2 separate regions of the Capra hircus genome follow, and region 1 is linked to region 2. A link is a contact called in public Hi-C data. All regions are on one chromosome and are shown on one strand. The core of a region is the stretch at or near the end of the contact, and the rest is flanking DNA. Distances in the headings are between cores, read along the strand shown. Region 1 has its middle 40 kb from the start of SKOR1. Region 2 holds the start of CLN6 (ceroid-lipofuscinosis neuronal protein 6).

Region 1 (7,013 bases), core at 4,171-6,670, 360 kb after region 2:
AGTAATTCATTATCATTTTTAGGTTTTATAAATATCTGCTCCCATTATATCATCTATTGTCCACGGTATCCTCTTTTGAACAGAAATCCTTAATTTTGACATCAACAAATTAATCCATTTCTTTCCTTCTGGTTTGTGCTTTTGAGGTTTTGTATAAGGAGTTCCTCTCTCAACCCAAGTTCCAAGATACTCTTTTACACTTTCTTCAATTATTAACTTTAGAGTTTTACTTTTCGCACTGAAGTCTTTTGTCATTTACAGTGTACATTTTTATTTGGTGTCAGGCAGGAATCCCATTTCATTTTTCTCCATCAAGTAAGACGGTTAACCTGCCCCTTCTTCATTTATGTGTAATGCCTCACATCATGGTCTGATTTTGAGTTTTCTGTTCTTTCCTATGCTCTATTGGCCTGTTTTTATGCAAAATATTCTTTGTTTCGCTCTGTCTGGCTTTTTACATGACTTTGTAGTGTTCTGCTGTTCACTGTTGTAAGGCTGACTTAATCCTGTTCATCTGCATAAATTTTAGAATGAGTTTATCAAGTTCCTGGAAAACATATCTGAAATTTTTATTGGGATTTCATTGCATGTATAAATTAATTCATAAAGAACTGACTCCTATCTAGTATTGTCATTCTATTCATGAGCATAACATTTCCCTTAATTTCTTAAGGTTAATTTATATATCCTTTATTAGAGTTTTAAGGTCTTCTTCGTAGGTTTTCTTGCATATTCTTGGTTAAGTTCATTCCCAGGTATTGTACAGGCTCTTTTGCTGCCATTGTAAGTAGACGTTAGTTACTGCTGGTGAAGAGAAATGTTACAGATTTATATTTTAGGTTAATATATCTAGCGATTTTACTGAATTCTCTGAATAGTTTTTCTCTTAAGAGTCTTAATCTGTTACTTCTCTTTACTCTTTGTTTTTCAAGGCAATTTATCCATCTTCTACCCCTTTCCCCCTTTGGTAACCATAAGTTTGTTTTCCATGACTGTGAATCTGTTTCTGTTTTGTAAGCAAGTTCATTTGCATTATTTGTATCATATTTTAGGTTCCACATATAAGTGATATCATATGGTGTTTGTCTTTCTCTTTCTGACTTATTTCACTTAGTTTGATAATCTCTGGGTCCACCCATATTTCTGCAAATGGCCTTACTTCATTCAGCCATTGCTGAATAGTATTCTATTAAAGAAGATGTAATATATATCATATATCTCTCTCATATATATGAGATATGGATATATCTCCATCCTTCTTTATCAATTCAATACAATAGTTTATTTAAAAATATTTATTTTTAATTGGTTGATGATTGCTTTACAATATTGGTTTGATTTCTGTCATGTACCAACATGAATTAGGTGTACATATGTCCCCTCCCTCTTGAGTCTCCCTCCTCCCACCCACCCATTCCCACCCCTCTAGGCTATTACAGAGCCCCAGTTTGAGTCCCTGAGTCTACAGCAAACTCCCCTTGGCCGTCTATTTACACATGTCAGTGTGTGTGCATCCGTGCTACTCCCTCCATTCACCTCACCCTCTCCCTCTTCCCCCGCCCCCATCCGTAACTCTGTTCTCTGTGTCTGCATCTCCACTGCTGCTCTGCAGACAGATTTCTCAGGATCATCCTTCTAGATTCCATATACATGCGTTTATATACAATATTTGTTTTCCTCTTTCTGATTTACTTTGCTTTGTATAATAGACTCTAGGTTCATCCACCTCATTAGAACTGACTCAAATGTATTCCTTTTAATGGCTGAGTAGTACTCCATTGTGTATATGTACCACAGCTTCTTTATCCGTTCATCTGTTAATGGACATCTAAGTTGCGTCCATGTCTTGGCTGTTGCAAATAATGCTGCAGCGAACAGTGGTGAACATGTGTCTTTTTCAGCTTTAGTTTCTTCAGAGTGTACAACATGATGACTGTTTTATCTCTGTTAATGCTTCTCTTGTTCTTTCTTCGCAATTAGCTTTTTCTAGAACTTCCCTTCTTACATGCTGAATGTTAGCAGTAGAGTTGGAGTCCTTATTTTTTTCCAGATCTTAAAAAGAATACATTTAAAGTCTCTTTATTAAGTATGACATTTAATAATGTTTGCTTTAAGTTTTTTGATATATCACCCTTACCAAGTTAAAAAAGTCTCTTGTATATCCAGTTTGCTAAGTTATTATTGGATTATAAATAGGTAAGGAGCTTTATCAAATGCTTTTTCTTCACCAATTGAGATAATTGTATGATTTTTTTTCCCCCTCTTTATTAATGGGGTGATTTCTGGTGCTGAACCAAACTGAAATTCCTGGGATAAACCCTACTTGATCAAAATATATTTAAAAAAATATATGACTGGGTTACTTAGCTGATATTTTATATAGGATTTAAAGTTAAATCAGCTGAAACAAGCCTATTCTTTTCATTTATTGGTGTGTCTTTACTGATTTTGGAACCAAGATTACACCGGTTTCATAAAATGATCTGGGCAGCTTTTGCTCTTTCTAATTTTTTTGGAAAAAACATATAAAATAGGAATTAACCATTCCTTAACAGTTTGACACAACTCCAGAAGTTCATAAAATTTTTACTACCCTGACTCCTCCAGCCTCATTGTCTTCTACCGTTTACCACATGCTTTGGAAGATTTTGTTTAAATTAGTAAGTGTACAACTTTTTCTTCCCCCAGGTGGCTGCATGCCATAAAGTACTCACAGCCCTTAAGAATGGTGCCACCAGGGGACAAGGGTTTGATCCCTGGTCCGGGAAGATTCCACATGCTGTGGAGCAACTAAGCCCATGTGCCACAGCTACTGAAGCCCACGCATTGAGAGCCTGTACTCTGCAGCAAGAGAGGCCACGGCAATGAGAGACCCGGGCACCGCAGCGACACGCAGCTCTCACTCACTGCAGCTAGAGACAGCCCGCACCAAGCAACAAAGACCCAACGTGGCAAAAAGATTCCTTTAAAGAATGGTGCCCTCACAAACTCAAAGTCATCCATTTCAACCAGACTGTCACTCTGTTTACTCTCTGGAAGCAAAAGGATAAGGCATCCCTCAGCCCCACCTCAAGTCTCCTCCTTGGCCCTCACCTCTCACATTTGAATAAATGACTTAGCCTCCTACTTTACTGAGCCAAGGGGACTCCTAGAATCTAGCTCTCCTGCCTCTCACCTTACTTACTTACAGTGACTACATATCCAAAGCCAATCACACCTCTTTCTACTCGTCTCAGAGAACGAGATGTCCCTTCTTAAATCCAAGATAATTCCTGTAAATGTGCTTCAAAACCCCATCCCTCTCTCCCAGTGACCTCACTCCTTTAGACACCCTCTCTCTCCTGAAATTGAAACCCTCCCTCGCTACATGGCTCCTTCTCCTCAGACCAGCAACATAATCAAATCTCACCCATCCCCAAAAAATCCCTCCTTTGTGTGCCGTGGGACAGGCATTCTCACACACTGCAGGTGGGAGTGTAAATTGGCAAGATCTTTCTGGGAAGCAATTTGGTAACCTGAATCAAAAGCCTGAAAAATATTTGCACTCTTTGTCCCAGTAATCCTACCTCCAGAAATCCATCTAAGGAAGTAATCAGAAATGCTGACAGGGAGAGATGTTTAAAGATGTTAATCTCACTGTTATTTTAATAGCAAAAATTGGAAACTAAAGGGTCAACAATCAGGGATAGGTTAAATAAACTGTACTTGGATATAATGAAATTTTGTGCAGTCACTAAACATATAATTTTAAAATAAAAGTTGACATCAGAAACTGTTCATGAAGCAACGTTATAAGTGAAAACAGCAGCATGTAAAAAATATATACAGTGGTGCTAATTTTGTTATATATATATGGCTAGGGCTTCTGGAACGTTAGCTATTATATATATCCCGTCCCTCAATCTTCACAACATTCCTCTACAGTTAACACTGTTGTTCACATTTTGTAGAGAAAGAAACCAACTAGAAAGACAGGCATCAGCGTTTCCCTTCCTCTATAGGGAAGGAGGGGGGTTCTGATGAATTTCTTCATAGTCTTTCGTACTTTCTAAGGCTTTAATAGAGAGGTATTACTTTTTATCAGGGGCTTCCCTGGTGGCTCAGAGGTTAAAGCGTCTGCCCGCAGTGCTGGAGACCAGAGTTCGATTCCCGGGTTGGGAATATTCCTTGGAGAAGGAAATGGCAATGCACTCCAGTATTCCTGCCTGGAGAATCCCATGGACGGAGGAGCTTATATATGTGAGTAATGAATAATTTGAGCAATACAGAGAAAACGAAAACCCTCTTCCCACTATTGCTAGAGACAGAGAGACAGAGACAGTCCACTGTGGATAGTAGGGCTGTTTTATATTTGCTTTTAATTTATATTTGGCTTTGGTATTTATATTTGTTTTTCAATTTTGTCTGTAGACATATACAGTTGAAAAAGCAAACGTGATCGTCTTACCAAGTCAGTACTTAAAATTTGATAATTTGAGCCCTTTCAGCCGCTGTCTTTTGGTTTCTATGCTAGGGGAGGTCCAGGGCCCCTTTCTGCTGGAGTGGCCCAGCTTAATTTTGTCAATTGACGAGCCATTTCTAACCGTGCCTGGCCGCTCCATGAGCTTTGGGTTTAAGGCCTGGAGAACTGAGTTCTTGTCCTACTTCTGCCATCTACTAGCTGTACAACCAGAGGCTAACGGCTTTTCCTCTCCGGGAGCCAGTTTCCCCGTCCTTCGGATGGGGTAACAGCTCTTGCCTGCCCACGTGAAGGGGACATTGTGATGCTCCCAATGGTGATGGCTGTGGCTGGTTAAGTGCTGCCGGCAAAGCAGTGCTCTTCAGGCTCCTCCCTTCTGTCTCTCCTCCCGATTTCCCTGCAGCCTGAGGGATTCTTCAACTTGTCTGGAGTAGAGGAGGGCCAGAGGGCCGCAGAAAGGGAAGGGTCACGGTCCCCAGGCAAACGCTGGAGGTCCAGAGGCTCGAGACTGGCTTTAGGGCCCCCTCCAGCTCACTCGAGTCTTCCGACTGACATCGGCGGCGGAGGACTCTGGAGGCAGGAGCAAAAAAGAAATGCCTGGAGTGCAGCCGCTTGTAGCATGGAAAAGCACTTAAGGGCTGAAGACGCTGCCTGGCCGTCCCCCTTCCAAAGCGCATTTTCAAGCTTTTGCAGCAGCGAGCGGGTGCAGCGCCCAAGGCCTTCTTCCGCGGAGCTGCCGCCCTCTAGTGGCCGCGTGCAAATATAACAGCTGCTCTGTAGGCCCCGCCTTCCGCTACAGGGGCTGAGCTGTCACTCACATCCTCAAAGTAAGGGGCCCATAGAGAGCTCCCAAAGAAGACAAAACTGGCAGAAGGGGAAGCCAGGCCTGGGTGAACCAGGACTGGAACCTGGGACTCCAGATGCCCCACCCAATAGATGCTTACAACAACTTCTCGACATCTTTTAAGCAAAAGGCACCAAGCAGTGGTGAAGATTTTATTCAGGCTGTTGCAGTAGGGAAAAGGTTCATTCATGAGAACCATCTCAAAGAAAAGGAAGGGGCCTGAGATTTTAGAGAGGCAGGTAAACCAGGGAGCCATCAGTCTGTCTCATAGGAATAGCTAGAGGTGTAGATGTGTTGTTTTCTTGGAATATGTGAGAGCAAAGTAGCCCTGTTTCCCCAGAACTTAAAGAGATGGGGGAATTTCTTAACCACAGCTGCCTTTCAGGAGCACAGGACTCAGACGAAGTTCAACACTGTCATAATGGAGCAGGCTGCAGGAAGGCCACTTAAGAGGTGAGGGTAGTGAGGCCACGTCATGCATCTATGGGTTTTAGTGCCTGAGGCAAAATTCCAACCTGCAGATAATTAAGACAGCAAGGTGACCCCAACCTGAAGTTGAAAGCTCCCCTTAAGAGTAAAATCATCCAGTCAGTGTGCAAGGGAGGAGCCCAGCCTGCCCCAGAAATGGCCTGTGCTCAATCATGGCTTTTGGTTTGATGGAGCGTATCAGCAATGTGCTGGGATCACCCAGGAAAAGTGTTGGGGTTTACCTCAGGAAAGGCGGGATGGTGGCTGTGAAGATACTGTGACGTCCCCTAGGCAAGCTGGGGAAGGGCCAGTACGAGGGCAGTTCTGGGTCGCAGCTCCTGGGTCACTCTGTTAGCCAGTCGTCTCTGTCTGTCTCTGGCCCCCCGTCTGTTTCTCTTCCTGCCCAGCCTCTTTTCTCACTCACAATCTCTACTCCCCCATAACTTCAGCTGGCACTTGGCCACTTGCAGTTACCCCAGCCCCCGAGTCTATCCAACTTCCAGCTATAGAGCCCACCAGGAACTGCAGCTTCCTCTGGGTCTTTTAAGACCCCTCCCCAAAGCTAGCCTATGTTTTCAAGCCAGGCCCCAAGTCACTGACTGCCCTGCCATGCCTCTGGCAGGCAGCCTACCCAGGTCCGTCGGTTGTTCAGGGTGGCGTGGATGAATTAAATGACCTGCTTCTCGTAGGGGCTGGGACAGGACAGCCACTCTTAGAAGTGTTGGGAACAGCTGCGCCCAAGTTACCTGGGGCTACAGTCTGAGAAGCCAGGCCGGAAGGTGTCATCATCTCCAGGCACTTGAGCCCACCTATGGGTCCTACGCTTTGCCTACAGGAGGGTGCTGACTGAAGAGGGTGGTCTGACTGGCCGGAGAGAAAAGGACACCAGTGTAACAAGCCTGGGCTGTGGTCCCGGTAGTACTCCTGGCCTGACACAACTGCCCAGCCTCCTTGACGGACATCTTGGCATGAGGGCTCATGCCCTAGGAGAGTAGTTTGTCAAACCTGGCTCTTTGCTGCCTGTTTTGGCTTGGTCTGAGAGCTAAGACTGGCACTAACATTCTTAAAGGCAAATCATCAAAAGAAGAAAGATACCGCAAGACACAGGACCATTATATAAAATTCAAATTTCAGTGTCCATAATAAAACTTTTTGGGAACCTGACTATGCTCACTCATTTAGGCATTGTCTCTGGCTGTTTGGGCTGCAGAGGTGAGTAACTGTGACCAGGCCAAAGGTGGT
Region 2 (7,103 bases), core at 4,286-6,785:
AGGCTTTGCCCTCTGTTCTCTTTTCTCACAGGGAAACTGTCTCCCCAGGCAGCCCCTAAGGTTCTAATTGTCATCTATATTCCTGTGACTCACAAATCTGTCTGTCCAGCTCCCAGGTCTGACCTAAGTTTCAGATCCATGGGTCCATCAGCCTTCTTAACCCACCTCAAGTTTAATGTGTCCAAGGATCAATTCTCATTTAGCCTAAACCTGCTCTAACCCACTTCCCAAGGGGCACCTCCACCATCCACCCTGCTGCAGAACCTGGCCACTGCCTGAGCTCTTCTCCCCTCACCCCTGACATCCAAGTCACAGCCTTGGTCCCTCCCACACAACTCTTTCTTTGTGTGTGTCTGCACCAGGTATTAGTTGCAGGATCTCCAGTCTTCATTGTAGCATGCTGGATCTTGAGTTGCAGCATGGGGATCTAGTTCCCTGACCAGTTGAACCCCAGCCCCCTGCATTGAGGGCACAGAGTCTTAGCTGCTGGACAACCAGGGAAGTTTCCTCCCACACAACTCTTGCTGTTATCAATTTTCTCCTTCCACTATGTAACCAGTCCAGGACCCTCACTAGAACAACTGAGCCCCACATGCTCCATCTCCTGGTCTCTCGTCCTGCCTCCTCGCATCCATCTGCCCTGCATGCTGGGAGGTCTAAAACTCACATACGACGATGCTCCCCTGCCTCATAGCTCTGAACTGCTGCCCACTGTTCCCAGGATAAAGGCTCTCCTCTTTAATTCTGTTGCCTTTCCCAGGTCAGCTCCTCTTGCTTTTCCTCCCTGCTGTCTGCTGTTTTCACTAAGCTACTTTCTGTTAGTCCAAACATTAGGGTCTCTCTGAATGCCAGGCCTCCTGGTGGGCTATTCCCTCTGCCTGGAACACTCTTCCCTTATGTGTTTGGTGGACTTCTGCTTGGACTTCATTGTTCGTTCAGAAGTTCCAAGTCACAACTAGGATGTCCACCTGCAACCAAGTCCCTCTAAACCGAGTTCATGATTAATATCTCTATCCAAAACTTTATTCCCTTTCTCATCATCTCTGACCTCTGTCCTGTGCTAACTGAACACCAGTAAGCCAAAGTCAGATGATTGAAATGGCTGTTGATAACATTGTTAATGTACTAAAGTTGCTATTAGAGATATCATCATTAACATAAAAACTCATGTTGTTTTTCCAGGGCAAGTTGAGCTAACAGACGTCCCCCCCCTTTACTATGGGACCATCTGGTTGAAGAATCATAATCAGAGATACTTTGGCTCCTGAAACAACAATTAACGAATGTCGCAAGACAATGGTTAATCCCAGCCTCTTCATTCCTCCTCTTTAAAAACCCTAACTCATAGACTAAGGTGAGGTAGATTTGAGGTTTGTCTCCCACTCTCTTGCTTAGAACCTGCAATAAATGCTGTATTTTCCTTCACCAAGTGAACAACAAAAAGAATTCTTGCCCACCATCAAGCCATCAGCCACTGCAGCTGCCCTCCATGTGCACCCTGAGGGGCATTCTGGATGGAGAGAAACAAGATACTGGCCCTAGATAATTAAGATGCATATCAAAGGTCAGTGAGCCCAGACTCTTGCATCTTCCCACACACTAAAATCATTAACTTGAGATGTCTGTTTTTTGTGACTAGCAGTTTTCTTCTGATGTTTGACTTCATTTTTTGCAGCTAAAACTCCTATGTATCCTGGCTCCTAATGGCAGAAAGTGAAGAGGAACTAAAGAGCTTCTTGTTGAGGGTGAAAGAGGAGAGTGAAAAAGCTGGCTTTAAAACTCAACATTTAGAAAACTAAGATCATGGCATCTGGTCCCATCATTTCATGGCAAACAGATGGGGAAAGAATGGAAACGGTGGCAGATTCTATTTTGTTGGGCTCCCAAATCACTGCAGCAGTGACGCTTGCCCCTTGGGAAAAGCTATGAGAAATCTAGACAGCATTCTAAAAAGCAGAGACATAACTTGGCTGACAAAAGTCTGTAAAGTCAAAACTATGGTTTTTCTAGTAGTCATGTATGGATATGAGAGTTGTGATGTAGGAGATAGATGGGGTCCAGGTTAGATATTTACAGCTGGCCTCCTGTTTGCATTTCATGGGGCACCAAGAAGTAGGCTTCAGGCTGGGCACTTAGAACTGTTAGCATTTTCTGAGACAAGAGATGGGTGGGCTCCAGTTAAGACATCAGACTTCTGTTTGCCCTCTGAAATGCAAGGAACAGCATAAACAGGGTAAATAGGCCAGTGTTTCTCTCTTGTAAGCACCTTCAGGTAATAGTCAGGGCAAGGACAAAGAAGAGCAAAACCCTGTTTCAGTAAAGGATTAAGGGATCTCCCTCCCCCGCCTCTTTTGGGACAAGGGAGACACTACACCTGCTCAGAAAGGCTCCTTGTGGGCCAAAAGGCAGAGAATAACACCAGGCCATAATGAGTCTTGCTCCTCTCAGGAAATCCATCTTGGCTGAGGGGTGCCTGTGTGCCCAAGGGAGGGTCCCAAGGTAGGTCAGGTGAGGAAAAAGAAACCACATAATTGGACTGAATGGAAACAAAGACCTGGAAAAACTGAGCTATATAACCTCTTTGCTTCATTCCTCCTCACTAGGGAGGACACCCACACCCTTTCTCTCTGGGTGTGCATCTCTCCCTGTCTTCTGTTTTAACTAAACAAACCATTTCTTTGTGTGCTCTCCCACTTGCTGTTAGGCTGCATTTATAGTTCTTGCCTCTGTGATAAATGCATTTTTTCACTGGGGGCAAAGATCCAGGGAAAAATAGTTTCTAGGCTCTAGCCCTTGCAGGTCTGGTGGCTAGGATTCCTGGTTCTCATCCAGGCCACTCATGTTCAGTTCCTGGGCAGGGAATTAAGATCTCACTTCACACCACACTCACTGCTGCCTCGCCAAGATCAGCTGGACCATAAAGAAGGCTGAGCGCTGAAAAATTGATGCTTTTGAATTGTGGTGCTGCAGAAAACTGTTGAGACTCCCTTGGACAGCAAGAAGATCAAACCAGTCAGTCCTAAAGGAAATCAACCCTGAATATTATTTTAAGGACTGGTGCTGAAGCTGAAGCTTCAGTACTTTGGCCACCTGATGTGAAGAGCCAACTTATTGGAAAAGACCCTGATGCTGGGGATGATTAAAGGCAAAAGGAGAAGGGGGGCAACAGAGGATAAGATGGTTAGATAGCATTACCAACTCAATGGACATGAATTTGAGCAAACATGGATTGCTGCAGTCCATGGGGCTGCAAAGAGTTGGACATGACTTAGCAACTGAACAGAACATCCTGGCTTCACCCTTATCTCTTTGGAGCAATTCGTCAGAGCTATCTGAGAGGTTGTATACTGGTCAACAGCACTCAGTAATGTCCCCAAATAAAACATAATTCTCAACTTTTAGGTTGTGCTTTTTTTCAGCAACCACAACTCCTCAGTAAATTGGCTGTGCTCCACCTCAGCAAATGGAGTTCAGTTCCCTAAGCTCTCCTCCAGAAGCCTTGTCTGATACCACCCCCTCCAAGTCTCTAACCTCACAGTATTCAGTATCTTCCCCACCTCCACCGCCCCCCCCTGCCCCCCGCCACTCACCAGTCCCCCTGTTACTGAAAGGTATGTGTGTGGGGTCTGGTTTCTTGCCAGTCAGAAGCCAATAAACAGGCCAGGTTGGTGGAAAGGAAAGTTTCTTTATTTCAGATGCCGGCAACTGGCGCAGGGAGGGGAGAGGACATTCATCCAAAGGCCGACTCCACCCTCCCCCCACCATAAGCAGGAAGTGAGAGTTTTTATAGACAGAGTGAGGAGGGACACTGCACTTTTGCTGACAAAGGTCCATCTAGTCAAGGCTATGGTTTTTCCAGTGGTCATGTATGGATGTGAGAGTTGGACTATAAAGAAAGCTAAGCACTAAAGAATTGATGCTTTTGAACTGTGGTGTTGGAGAAGACTCTTGAGAGTCCCTTGGACTGCAAGGAGATCCAACCAGTCAATCCTAAAGGAAATCCGTCCTGAATATTCATTGGAAGGACTGATGCTGAAGCTGGAGCTCCATTAGTTTAGCCACCTGATGCAAAGAACTGACTCATTGAAAAAGACCCTGATGCTGGGAAAGACTGAAGGCAGGAGAAGGGGATGACAGAGGGTGAGACGGACATGAGTTTGAGCAAGCTCCAGGAGTTGCTGATGGACAGGGAAGCCTGGCTTGCTGCAGTTTGTGGGGTCACAGAGTCAGACATGACTGAGCGACTGAACTGGCTGACTGAGGAGAAGGGCCTACATGCAGAAACAGCAAAGTCATCTCTGACAGTCATCTTCAAACTGGTCATCAGCGGTCTGACCAGTATCATCTTGATTGTTTTAGGTACAAGTAATCTTCAGTTCCAGGGCCCATTTGTTCCCATTTCTTTGTGGTCAGTTCTCGGAATTGTGGCAGCTCATGTCCTGGGTTCAGCCTGGTCATCACATAGTTAACCTCTCTACCTCTGTTTTAGTATCTATAAGACAGCTCACAGAATATGGCTCCAAACATTATCTATAGCCCTGTAGAAGAAATTAAAGGTCCTTGACTATGCTTAATGAGAACATTATCTGGTCTCTTTTGACGGTTTTCCTTTGTTTCAGCATTTCTCACTTCTGTGATTAAACTCGTTTTAGACTACAGTTTTCCACAGGTCAGAGGCAGGCAGAAGATACGGTGTGTGTGTTGGGGGGGAAGGGGGCCGGGGGGAAGGATCAGAAGATCCTGCTCCGTTTCATCCCCAACTAAGTCTTCCTGGGGTACTGGTCATCCAGTCTCAAAGATGAGAAACTGCTCAGGAGTTAGTACATGTTTGAATGGAAGAGAAGGGAAGTAACTTTTATGAAGCCACAGAGTCCAAGAGAGTGACAAAGCCAGAATGGGAATCTTGAAAAGAATTCGCTCGTTCATGCGTGCTACCCTTATCCCACTGGTTTTTAATTCCCAGCGTCAAAGGCCACAGAGCTGACATTTTAAGGAGTGCTAGCTACTCCAGTGTTCTTGCCTGGAGAATCCCAGGGACTGGGGAGCCTTGTGGGCTGCCGACTATGGGGTCGCACAGAGTCGGACACAACTGAAGCGACTTAGCGGCAGCAGCAGCAGCAGCAGCAGCAGCAGCAGCAGCTTCCATCTGAGGAAGGTGGCTAACACAGCTGGAAGGGACATGAGCCCCTCCCCCAAAGCCTTCAGGTCCGCAAGGACAAGGGAAATCCAGTCTCGGCTCCTTCCCAAGAGAGTATTTAGGTCGAACTGGCCTTTCCCCACGTCCCTAGCCCACCCTTGACTACTATACAGGTTTCGGGTAGCCTAGGCAGAGTCCTGCCCCGGGCCACACGCGGGAGCGCAGCAGATCCCAGCCCGAGGAGGCCCCCCGCCGTGCGCCCTCCCTCCGCCCCTCCGCCCCGCCCCGCCCCGCCCCGGCCCTGGGCCCCTCCTTCCCCGCCGGGAGCTCGCCCCGCCTCCCTCGCTCTGCGGCGCGGCTCCTGGTCCCGGCCCCCGCCGGCTCCGCCCCCGGCCCGAGCCGCTGGGCCGGCGCTCTCCCTCTCGCCCGCCCCAGCCCGCCCCCGCGCTGGATGTTCGCTTTCGCAGCCTTCGGCCAGCGGAACCTGTTTACAGCTACCGGCAGCGGGGCGAAGGGCCTGGCCGGAAGGTTAGCCATGGAGGCGGCGGCGCGGAGGCGGCACCCGGGAGCGGCGGGCGGCTCCGGCGCGCAGCCGGGCGCCTCCTTCCTGCAGGCCAGGTGGGCGCGCGCCGGCGGGCGGAGCGGAACCGCGGCCCCGCCACGTGATCGGGAGGGCGGGGGGTCCGGGCCGCGGGCCGTGGACCGTGGACCCCGGACCCCGGGTGGGTCTTCCCAGCGCTACGCCTGCAGCTGTTTCCTCGCCCACTCGCTTGAGCCACGCCTCCGTGGCTTCCTGGGAGAGCCCCGGGACCCAGGGAGTCTCAGCCACGGCGATCAGCGGCCCTCATGGCCCGGCTGGCTCCGGGACGATCGCTCATCTGGGATCCAAGAAGCTCGGAATGGGGGCGGTGGCGGCAAGCCCAGAGGACACTGCTGCTCAAATAGGGCCCCCAAAGCGCCTGCAAGTCCCGGGCACCAACCCAAGTTCTCGGAGTCCTTCTAACCATGACTAGAATTTGGATTCTGGTGTTAACGGGAGGCTCACTCCTTGCTCCGAAGAACCCAGAATGTTGGGAATGCTAATAGAAGAGACAGCGAAGTGTGGAAACTCCCCTCCAGAGAAAGAACGAGGAAGGGCTTTACCGACACTGTTGCTGTTCCCTTCTCTCAGCAAGGGGAAGTTACTGATTTATGTATTGATAGTTGAGGCCAGGCACTTGGGGCGGAGGAAAAGGTACAGAAGCCGCCTTTTAATCTTCCACTTCACTCTGTCTTCATTCCGTTTTACAGGTCACAGACATTCATTGCATAGAGCAGGCATTCATTAAGCATCTCTGTGTGCCCCAGCGCTGTACCAGGGGTGGGTAAAGTGAAGCCCGGAGGGCCCCACAGTCCAGTAGGACCAGGGAGGAACAGAGGCCAGGAGTTGAGAGATCGACTTGGAGGGCTTCCTGGAGGAAGTGGCGCTTAAGCTGCATGTCAGAATACTCAGTAGGTGACAGAGGAATAAAGGCGATTTCAGCTCCTGGAAAGCTTGGGAAAGGCAAGCAGTGCAGTTTTGCTGGCACTTTCTGTGTGTACAGTGGCAAGACTGTGAAGGGCCTTTAATGGCAGCAGAACTGGGACCAGAGTGAGAGCGTAGAGTGCAAAAAAAATTTAAGGGGAAGCTCACTCTTGGGACACTAGTGCTCAGAAGTCCTCTATGGCCCACCTGTGCCTCCTTAAATGTTGGGTCCTACGCGTCTCGCTTGCCTCACCCTAGTTCCTGTCCTAAATGGCCGGTTAAGGGTGCAGCTTTTGTTCTGTAGGGCACAGGGGAGCCATGGAAGGTTTTCCAGCACTAGTGTGCTCGGAGTCAGTTTTAGGAAGTTTGTGGTATGATTTGGGATAAGGGAGGAAATCTAAGAGACTCGGCTGAGAGTAGCTCTTCCTGCTGCTAAAGCACATCTGGGTTCTGGATCCCCTA

What was found. Hi-C and Micro-C count contacts between places; a contact is called where the count stands out from the background.
Region 1: a Hi-C map of liver shows a contact between it and region 2, with 4 times the contacts expected there. The contact joins the enhancer-like site here to the promoter of CLN6 in region 2. A contact is called at or near these places in 3 of 5 Hi-C or Micro-C datasets (blood and liver).

Annotation. Positions count from the first base shown.
Region 1 is chr10:86,576,516-86,583,528 of ARS1.2, forward strand. No RefSeq gene overlaps it. Among named protein-coding and RNA genes, the nearest start is that of SKOR1, 40 kb to the right of the region's middle. Within about 2 kb of position 5,421, at least 2 of the 5 cell types and tissues checked have an H3K27ac peak or open chromatin away from gene starts, as enhancers often do.
Region 2 is chr10:86,216,753-86,223,855 of ARS1.2, forward strand. CLN6 (ceroid-lipofuscinosis neuronal protein 6) reads left to right here and starts at 5,536. Exons shown (of 8, transcript XM_018053598.1): 1 at 5,536-5,755. The coding sequence starts at 5,589.